Regions from separate parts of the Mus musculus genome. Here all the other regions are linked to region 2. The links are chromatin contacts, called in public Micro-C and promoter capture Hi-C maps. All regions are on one chromosome and are shown on one strand. Each heading gives the region's core, a stretch centred on a gene start, on an enhancer-like site or on the middle of the called end of the contact. The rest is flanking DNA. Distances are from core to core; before and after follow the strand shown. Region 1 holds the start of Lpar1 (lysophosphatidic acid receptor 1). Region 2 holds the start of Ptpn3 (protein tyrosine phosphatase, non-receptor type 3). Region 3 holds the start of Ecpas (Ecm29 proteasome adaptor and scaffold).

Region 1 (2,700 bases), core at 184-2,683, 1.3 Mb after region 2:
TCAACTTCAACTAGTCTCTCATGGAGGAATCACCCACCCTTAGTTCCCAGTTACAGGGAAGATGGCTGAAACAGCAAAGATCATCCTACCCATTCATTTTCCTGATGAGGACACCAAGCCCAGGAGCCCAGAACCCGTTCAGGGTACACCGCTAGGGGACGCTGTGTACAAGGAGGCTCTGATGTGGTTCTGCAAGTCACCCTTCTCAGCCTTTCCGCCTCAAACTGCTTCCCTCTCTTTCTACATTTTTTCCCTCAAATTCACACTCAAGACCAAAGAAAAGGAAAAATAAAATAGAATTTTAAAAAATATTAGAGCCCTGGTGATTATTATTCATGATGTTGCATCTGGAGGAACCAAGGGCAAAAACTAGATGCTATTACAGCTGTGTTTTAATGCAGCTGGCTGTGGTGCACGGGGCCTTAAGCGTAATGTTGATTCCTCTTCCTTGGTATTCATTCCATCTGAAAGAGACTATGTTCTTCCATTTTCTAAGACTTTGAAACCCGGACTTCTGACTTCATAGTCATGTTAGGTGAGCAAAAGACACTTACACAAAAGGATAAGCACGCAGCTCTGTCGAAACGAATAGAGGATTCCGCTTTAATAACTAGCTACCTTCTTCTAGTTGCAGTTAGCAATAGGTATCTCTGACGATGGGTATAGCTTAAGAGTAAAACTTTTCACAAGCCAGTACTCGCTGGAAACCCACATGGAAGGAAAGCTCCGAAGATTTCAACTAAAAAGAAAAAAAAAAGAAGAAGAAGAAGAAACACAGGCGAAAGGAAGAAAGAAAACGGGAGACGAGGAAGAAAGGACTGAGAAAAGAGACAGTCTAGGGCCCCAGCCTGGAAGCAGCAACAAGCCCTGGGTGCCTCACATCAAAGACCAAATGGCAGCAAAGAAAAACAAGCCTAAAGTTTAAAACCATTCACAGTAAAGTCTCCCTCCCTACAGGAGCAAACAGCCGATCAACCCATTCAAGCAAAATCAGGTTTTTCCCCGCCTTGCATTTCCCAGGTACAGACTAAGCCTAGGGCGGCTTCAAGGAAACTTCAGTTTAAATTCCTTAAACTCAAGGGACGACAAAGTCTCTGGTGAGCAGTGAACTGAGCGCGGGACGCGCGGACACCCGAGCCATCTAAGTCGTCGGGGACGCGGCACCAATAAACTTGGGGAGCCCCTTGCCAGCCCTCTCGCGTCCCCAACCCGATCCAGGTAAGCAACAGGAGGCCACCTACGTGTCACTTGGACGGACCCTGGGGCGCACTGACCTGGCCAAAGGTCGGGAGGGCCGCCCGGGCGGCTGCGGCGACTTCCCTCCCGGGCTGAGTTCCACCGGCTGGTGCGGGAGGCCAGGGCAGCCTCGCCTCCTGCAGGCGGCCTCACACACGCGCGCACACCCACCCACTCCGGGCCCGCGGGCGCGCGCACTCAGGCGCTCACGCGCACGGCTACAAAGCGGCGGGTGGTGGGACAGTGCGAGCCGATCGCGCCGATGGGAGGCGGGGCGGTCGCCACCCGCGCCGCGCCAAGGGACACCCGGCCGCCGTGTCTTTACCTGCTAGGTCCAGCTCCGCAGTTCACGCAGCCGCCGGGCCAACCCAACCCAAGCCTCACCCCAGCACAACCCGGAGCCTACGGAGGGCAGCACTGTGCTGGAGGACAAGAGTCACAACTCCCGGGGCTTTACTGCCGCCCAGTTCCAACTTCCCGGGCTCAAGGAACAGGCAGGCAGCAGAAGAGGCACGGGTGCCAGCCTCCTTACCTCTCCTCCTTCTGGCGCTTTCTGCCACATCCACAGAGCACAAGTCAGAAACTCCCCGCACCCCAAAGCGCCTTTCCTCCCAAGCCGCTCTGCTCTCCTTACCTGCGTGGCACCCACAGCGACTCTGCCTCCTGTGGTCCCCTCCCCCAGTCATTCACTGAACTTCCCGCGCTGCTGCAGGTCGGGGAGGGGGTGGGGGTGAGGGGAGCCTAAGCTTTTCATTCAGTACCTTCGCGGCGCTCCCTTGACCCTCCACAGCAGACACACCCACCTCCGTCACCCCTGGCCCCTCCTGTGCTCACCCCAGCGCCAGGCCTCTTGCAGAGCTTTGGTGGACGCCCTGCATGGTGCATGCTTTGTTGCTGTCCCCTCCTCATTTGAAAAGCCCTGGAAACCATCACAGAGCCTGGGGAAAACAAGAAAAGAAAGGGGGGGGGGGGAGAGAGAACTTGGTGTATGGCCTCCTCCGAGTTGAGTTTCTAAACTTTTTCAGGCAGCACACAAAGTTTCAACCAGCACAGCCCTGTACTTCAGGCCATAGAAAAGCAATAGTTGGCTTTGCAATTGCAAATCAAAGCGAGCGTGCCTTTGTGTCCCTAGAGCTATGATTATAAATTTCTCTTCAGCTAGGAGTGTAACTTTCCAAGGGCAAACTAAGATTTTTCATAGGGCAATTAAGGGCAGGGAAGGCACACCTGGAAGTGTAGGCGGAGGCAGGACCTAAGAATCATTTTCTGGAGACTTCCATCTCAGAAGCCTTACCATCACTCAGTAGTAGATGCGGACAGAGAGAGAGGACTCTCCAGCCGGTCTTCACCCACCTGCTTCACACTCCAGGCCCCCAGGGTGTGTTGAGTCATCAGAATTTTCTGCCTCAACCCACAGCGGAGTCCTCCACACATCAAAAGCAGATGCCTGGGAGTAAAAGCCTG
Region 2 (2,700 bases), core at 141-2,640:
TGGGCACTCTGTAATGCACAAGGAGCAGCCACCACAAAGAACGATCAAACCCGCTGTGAGAAGCTAAGAGACCCCCGCTCCCCAATCCAAAAACATAAGGTTAAGCATGAGAGCTTTGCAGAATATGCATCTTTTTCCCAACCAGGATTTCCAATTCATCCGCTTCGACATTTGCAAGATGGATCATCTTGCAAAAATAGTTCTTTCTGTGAGGCCCGAGTGTCAACTTCTGGAGTTTCGGAACTCACAAAGACTGCCATTAAACAAGAGCAGCTCACCACCGCTCTGTGGAGTTGCTTTTTTCAAAGCCTCAGCAGACGTTCTCCTGGGCACAAACACAGACCCAGAAAATGACTGCCTAATTCTACCTTCCTGACAAAATGGGAGCCATGAGGGTCTCTAACTGAATTAAAATCACATCACGCCAACTGCTCGCTTGCTTTATGCCGGGCACGGAGCCAAACACCTCCACACCATTTATCCTACTTAATCCACCACCAACCAGGCGAGGTGGGCATTATTGCTGCCTGCGTGCAGTGGAGGAAATGGAGGATCAGAGAGGTTAAACGACTCGTCCAAGGTCACCAGCTGGCCAAGGGGAAGAGCCCAACTTGAACCTAGGTCTAGAGTTTCCCAACCACAAGTTCCCTGTACCTTCACGGAACACCCAGGTGTCAAGTTATCTTAACTTCTCATGAATTTTTTAAAGGCAACCCTCAAGTTCGTAATAAGTTTAGGAGGCAGCAACCGGGGGCGGGGGTTTCCGGGCGCGCTCTCTCCCTGCACAACGCAGCAGTGTCACACCGCAAGTTACCAGAGAAGCCACCCCGGTCGCCCGCGGAACGGGGCGGATTGGTTTGGCACTGGAGTTCGTGCCAGGCCCAGGAAATGCCATCTTTGCAATCTGAAGGGGAATTCGCCCCGGGTGGCTGAGCTTCGGGGACCGCGGAGAGCTGGATCCCCGCAGCGGTGCGCCCCCTCTGCCGGGCTGCGGATACCTCGGCGCCAAGCCCAGGGCTCGGCCAGACTGGAGCGCACGCCCACGCCCGCGCCGCTGCGTCCAGAACGCCCAGCCTTTTGCCGCCCACGCCCGCGCCCCGCCCCAGCCCCGCCAGGTGATCCGGGCCTGCGCCCCCCGGATGCCCGACGTGGCGCGGAGACCTGGGGCTACCAGCTCAACCGCTAGTCCTCCCGCGTGTCCGCCGAGCCCCGGACCGGGTGGGGGTTGGGTAAGCCCCGCGTGTCCGCGATCGCAGCAGCCCGCGCTCCGACCCTCCCCGCAGAGGACCCAGTCTCCCATACCTGCAGCATCCGGGGGCGCGGGGCGCCCAGGTAGGTCGCGCGGGCGGGCGGCACTGAAGCTCGCTCGCGCCGCGACCTGGCCGCCGTCTGAGCATGCCCAGTGCAGCCCGCGGGCGGCTCCCGCCGGCCCGGCTGTGGCCGCGACGGGCCCGCGCGCGGGGCGGGGGACCCGGGACAGGGGCGGGCCCGGGGCAAACTCGTGGGACGCTGCCACTGGCCTCCGCAGACCACCTGCCAAACTCCCGCAGACCTCCAGGTCCCCTGGCTCACGCACGCAGCCATTCGTGCTTTTAGCATTTATTGAACACCTACTGTGTGCCTGGCTTTCCCGGATTGCATGCCTAAGAATGGCAAGGGCTTGGCGCTCAACGAATCTGAAATGACAGCGAGCCTTGCGCGGTGGCTTCGTGGCTGAGTTGGGGGTCTCGCTGACTCCAGCGGCTCCGTGGCTGAGTTGGGGGTCGCAGGGCTCCTTTGCTGGTCCTAGGACACCAGGCAGGTTAGCCCTTCCCAAAGCCTATAGGGCCCCTAGTGGCGGGCGTTCCAGCCGGCCTCTTCCGCCTCCTCCCACACCTGTCTTCCTGCGCTCCGACTGCACCTTCCTCCCCATCATACCCTCTGAACTTGACCCGCCTGGAGACCTTTACACTGCCTTTCCCTCGAGGTAGGACGTCTTTTGCCCTGCTTTGCTGGTGTTTCGAGCCCTCTCACCATTCAGGTGCCTCTTGTAGGAGAGACCTTTCTGGCTACCTTTCTAAATTAGCCCTGACCTCTTGCTCCCTCTCCAAGTCCATTACCGCACTCCAAGCATGTATCACTTATCCATTCAACAGTTACTTACGTTCTTCACACTTAATATATAGACAAAATCTCTGCCCCTTGTTGGGAGTTTAGAAGGGACTTTCTCGCAACAAACAACAGGTCCGTAAACAACGCAGGGTATTAGGTGATAAATTCTAAGAACAGGGGAAAGGAGCCAGGCAAGAAAGATAGGGGGTGGCCCGGTGAGAGCTGGTGGAACAACCAGATCAGGTGACAAATACCATTCAGTCACGCAGCTAAACAAGGAAGCTTTCTTGGGACGATAAAGCCGGTGCAAAAACAAAACAAAAACAAAAACAAAAAAACCTCAAAACAAAACGAGCGCAAGCTTTGTGCCCGTGAAACGGAAGGGCGAGCGGAGGGGCTGCTGGAGTATGTTGCCGGCTGTCTCTCGCGACTTAGATTTCCCCCTTAAGGAGTACCTCCCCTCTGTGTCAGCTCGGTAACTCCGCCTCTCAAGAGACCCAGCCTCTAAACGACGCTTGGCTTCCAGTAAGAACTAAAAACGTTTTGTTGAATGAATATGATAACAAAAGGATGGAGAGATGGTTAGGATTCTATGGTCGGACCTGGGTG
Region 3 (2,700 bases), core at 148-2,647, 1.6 Mb after region 2:
CCTGAAAGTCATCTCCCATCTGTGACCTTTCTGCCGATTCCTTGGAGGTGCGGGAAAGGCAACCCTCTCCCCTTCCCCAAAGCTCCACGTCCAGAATTCGCCCGTCAGTCAGAATCAAGGGACATGCGGGGGGTCTGACGGAACGGACGGGTGGACACAGTCCGACCTGGGGGCGACAGGCCGCGCGCCAGCTCCGGTAGCAAGCCAGGGGCCCGGGATCCCCCCAAAGCCCGGGCCGAAGCAGATTTCGAGCAGGGGTAGCTAAGCCCGGGGCTCTGGTTTCAATTTCACGACGTGACATTGCAAACCTGCGGCCTACGAGCGCCCGCGGCGGCGGCCCGCGCCTGTTCGCCCGCCCTCCCGCCAGGCCTGAGCCCCGGAGCCCCGTGCCGAGACCACCGCACACCCACTTGCCCGGCCCCGCGCCCCCCCAGCCTCCCGTGTCTGGCCGGGCCCAGCCCCGGTCCTGCGTGGAGTTAAATCCCGCTCCCAGCTGCAGGCTCCGCGCCGCACTTACTCAGCTCGTCCTGGGAGGCGGAGGCGGCGGCCGCAGCCATGTTGCGCCCGGGAGCGAGCGAGGGAGGGGCGGGCGGGCGGCCGGCGAGGGGGGCTCGCGGCCGTCGCCGTGCCGTGCCGTGCGGTGCCGCGCCGCGCCGCGCCGTGCCGCAGGGGCCCGGAGCCGCCTCGGGTCTCTCACGCGGGCCGCGCTGCGCCCTCGAGGCCCGCCCGCTGCCTGCGTCCTCTGCGCTGCGAGCGTCGCTCTCGCCGCGCCTCGCGAGCTCGCGACTCGGGAGCTCCCTCTCAGCCTCGCGCCTCGGAGGAGCCGCTGCCGCCCGTGCGGCCGAGTGACCGCGCGGCGGCTCTTCGGCTCGGCGCCCGGCTTGCTAGCCTCACGCCGGCTCTTATATTTAGAAAGAGCTGAGCCATCCTCCCCCCTCCCCCTCCGCCTCCGCCGGCCCCTCGCGCGCCCGCTCGCCCGCCCTCGCTGCCTCGCTCGCGCCGCGTCCTGCCCACCTGCCGCCGCCAAGCTTCCCCGGCGCGGAGCGGGAGACGCAGACGCGGCGGGCCAACCCCTGGACCTGAGCCTCATTCCCTCAGCCGCACGCAAGCACGCGGCCTCTGACCTGAGTCGGAGCCGGTCTCCATAGCCCGGGATGCTGCGGCGACCCAGCGAGGTGGAGGACGGGCCGGGCCCGAGGAGACGCGCGGCCGCTCCGGAGGAGCCTGCGTGCGGCCGAGCGGAGCCGGGCTGTCCTGGCTGCCGCGGAGAGCTTCCCCGCCCCGGGCTGTGGCGTTAAAGGTCTGCGGCTGTCACGTCCGCCTGGTCGGAGCTGGAGGAACACGCGCCCGGACGGAGGAAGAGACGCGGACTCGGAAAAGTAGAGCGGGGCTCGAATCGGAGGAGGAGGAGGAGGAAGAGGAGGAAGCCCCGCCCTGCGCCTCGCGCCCAACTTCTCGGCCGCCGCGCTGACTCAGGCCGGGCCTCCGAGCAGCCCCGAAGTTAAAGCCCAGAGGGACCTGCACCGAGGGCTCACCCTGGGGGATGCTCCCCTAACGTTAGCCTCCCGAGCGAGCTGCGAGCCAGGGAAGGGCCGGAAACCACGATATTTGAGCTACCAAGACGTGCTTTAGAGTCCTTCTTCTTAACCCGAGTTTAGTGGCAATCCCAACTTTTAACTTTAAGCCTCTCGTTGGTCCATGAGGTCGTGTACAGCTGCAAAATGGAATTCAAATCAAGGGCTTATATGGTTACTATAAGAACAACCAAAAAAAAAAAAAAAAGAAAGAAATTAGGTGCCAGATCAAAGACATTTTTAGAGGAAAAGAAAATAATCGAGACCCTAAATGAACTGAAGTTGCATATATTCCCGCAAAATGGAATCCCTAGGGCCCTAGATAATGCCTTGAAATTTGAATACATGCGGCTCCCAATGTAACTTAGGCAAGTACGAGATAGCAACAAACACTGACCATGTTACTTCCTGTATTAATTTTACATTTACAAAGAAAGTTACATTATCTTTGTCATTATCATAAAAATAAGAGTCCTTCCTCCTAGTTCAGCTACCTCACCCATCTCACACCCAAGAGAAAAATTATTAAATGTAGAATTTGTTGATGCTTCAAGACCTAGTTCTGCACACATGTATAGCCCCAGGTTCAGTTTGGTTCATAGTGATAAAACTTGGATATGGTCTCTCTCTCTCTTTCTCTCTTTCTCTCTCTCTCTCTCTCTCTCTCTCTCACACACACACACACACACACACACACACACTCCTTCCCTGCTGCTTGTTTTGCCTAATGCTGGACTTTGGGACAATAATTAGATCCTGAGAGTCTGGCCTAATCAGAGGTTAATACTGATTGCACAGCTCCATTGCCCATGGAAAAGCAGGAGGTGGGGCTAACTGAAGGAAGTATATCACTGGAGGTGTGTTCTTAGGGACTGTGTTGCAATGGCCTCTTCCTGTCATTGCTGTCTGCTTCGTGTTTGCCGTGAGAGGGGCTGCTTTATTTCATCACACACACCCTGCCACGTGTCCAGCCCCACCTCAAGTCCACAGCAATGGAACCAAGTGACCATGTACCACACCTCTGAAACTGTGAGCCAAATACAGTTTTGTTTTTTTACTCATTTTAAATGGTCATAAACTTGTCACAGTGACAGAAAAGCAAACACAGGTGGAGTCCAGGTTCTGG

What was found. Promoter capture Hi-C pulls out the DNA fragments that hold promoters and counts their contacts. A called contact is a pair of places that touch in the nucleus more often than the background predicts.
Region 1: a Micro-C map of embryonic stem cells shows a contact between it and region 2, with 4 times the contacts expected there. The contact joins the promoter of Lpar1 here to the promoter of Ptpn3 in region 2. A contact is called at or near these places in 1 of 39 promoter capture datasets (the C10 cell line) and 1 of 484 Hi-C or Micro-C datasets (embryonic stem cells).
Region 3: a contact with region 2 is called in a promoter capture Hi-C map of liver, with 2.2 times the contacts expected there. The contact joins the promoter of Ecpas here to the promoter of Ptpn3 in region 2. A contact is called at or near these places in 4 of 39 promoter capture datasets (cranial neural crest, liver, maxillary cranial neural crest and 1 more).

What each region holds. Positions count from the first base shown.
Region 1 is chr4:58,551,860-58,554,559 of GRCm38.p6, forward strand. It overlaps Lpar1 (lysophosphatidic acid receptor 1), which reads right to left and starts at 1,434. Exons shown (of 4, transcript NM_172989.1): 1 at 1,275-1,434.
Region 2 is chr4:57,298,979-57,301,678 of GRCm38.p6, forward strand. Ptpn3 (protein tyrosine phosphatase, non-receptor type 3) reads right to left here and starts at 1,391. Exons shown (of 26, transcript NM_001384115.1): 1 at 1,303-1,391. It overlaps Gm12536 (a long non-coding RNA gene), which reads left to right and starts at 761. Exons shown (of 3, transcript XR_003955208.1): 1 at 761-1,332.
Region 3 is chr4:58,911,352-58,914,051 of GRCm38.p6, forward strand. Ecpas (Ecm29 proteasome adaptor and scaffold) reads right to left here and starts at 1,398. Exons shown (of 49, transcript NM_172381.3): 1 at 1,125-1,398. The coding sequence starts at 1,146.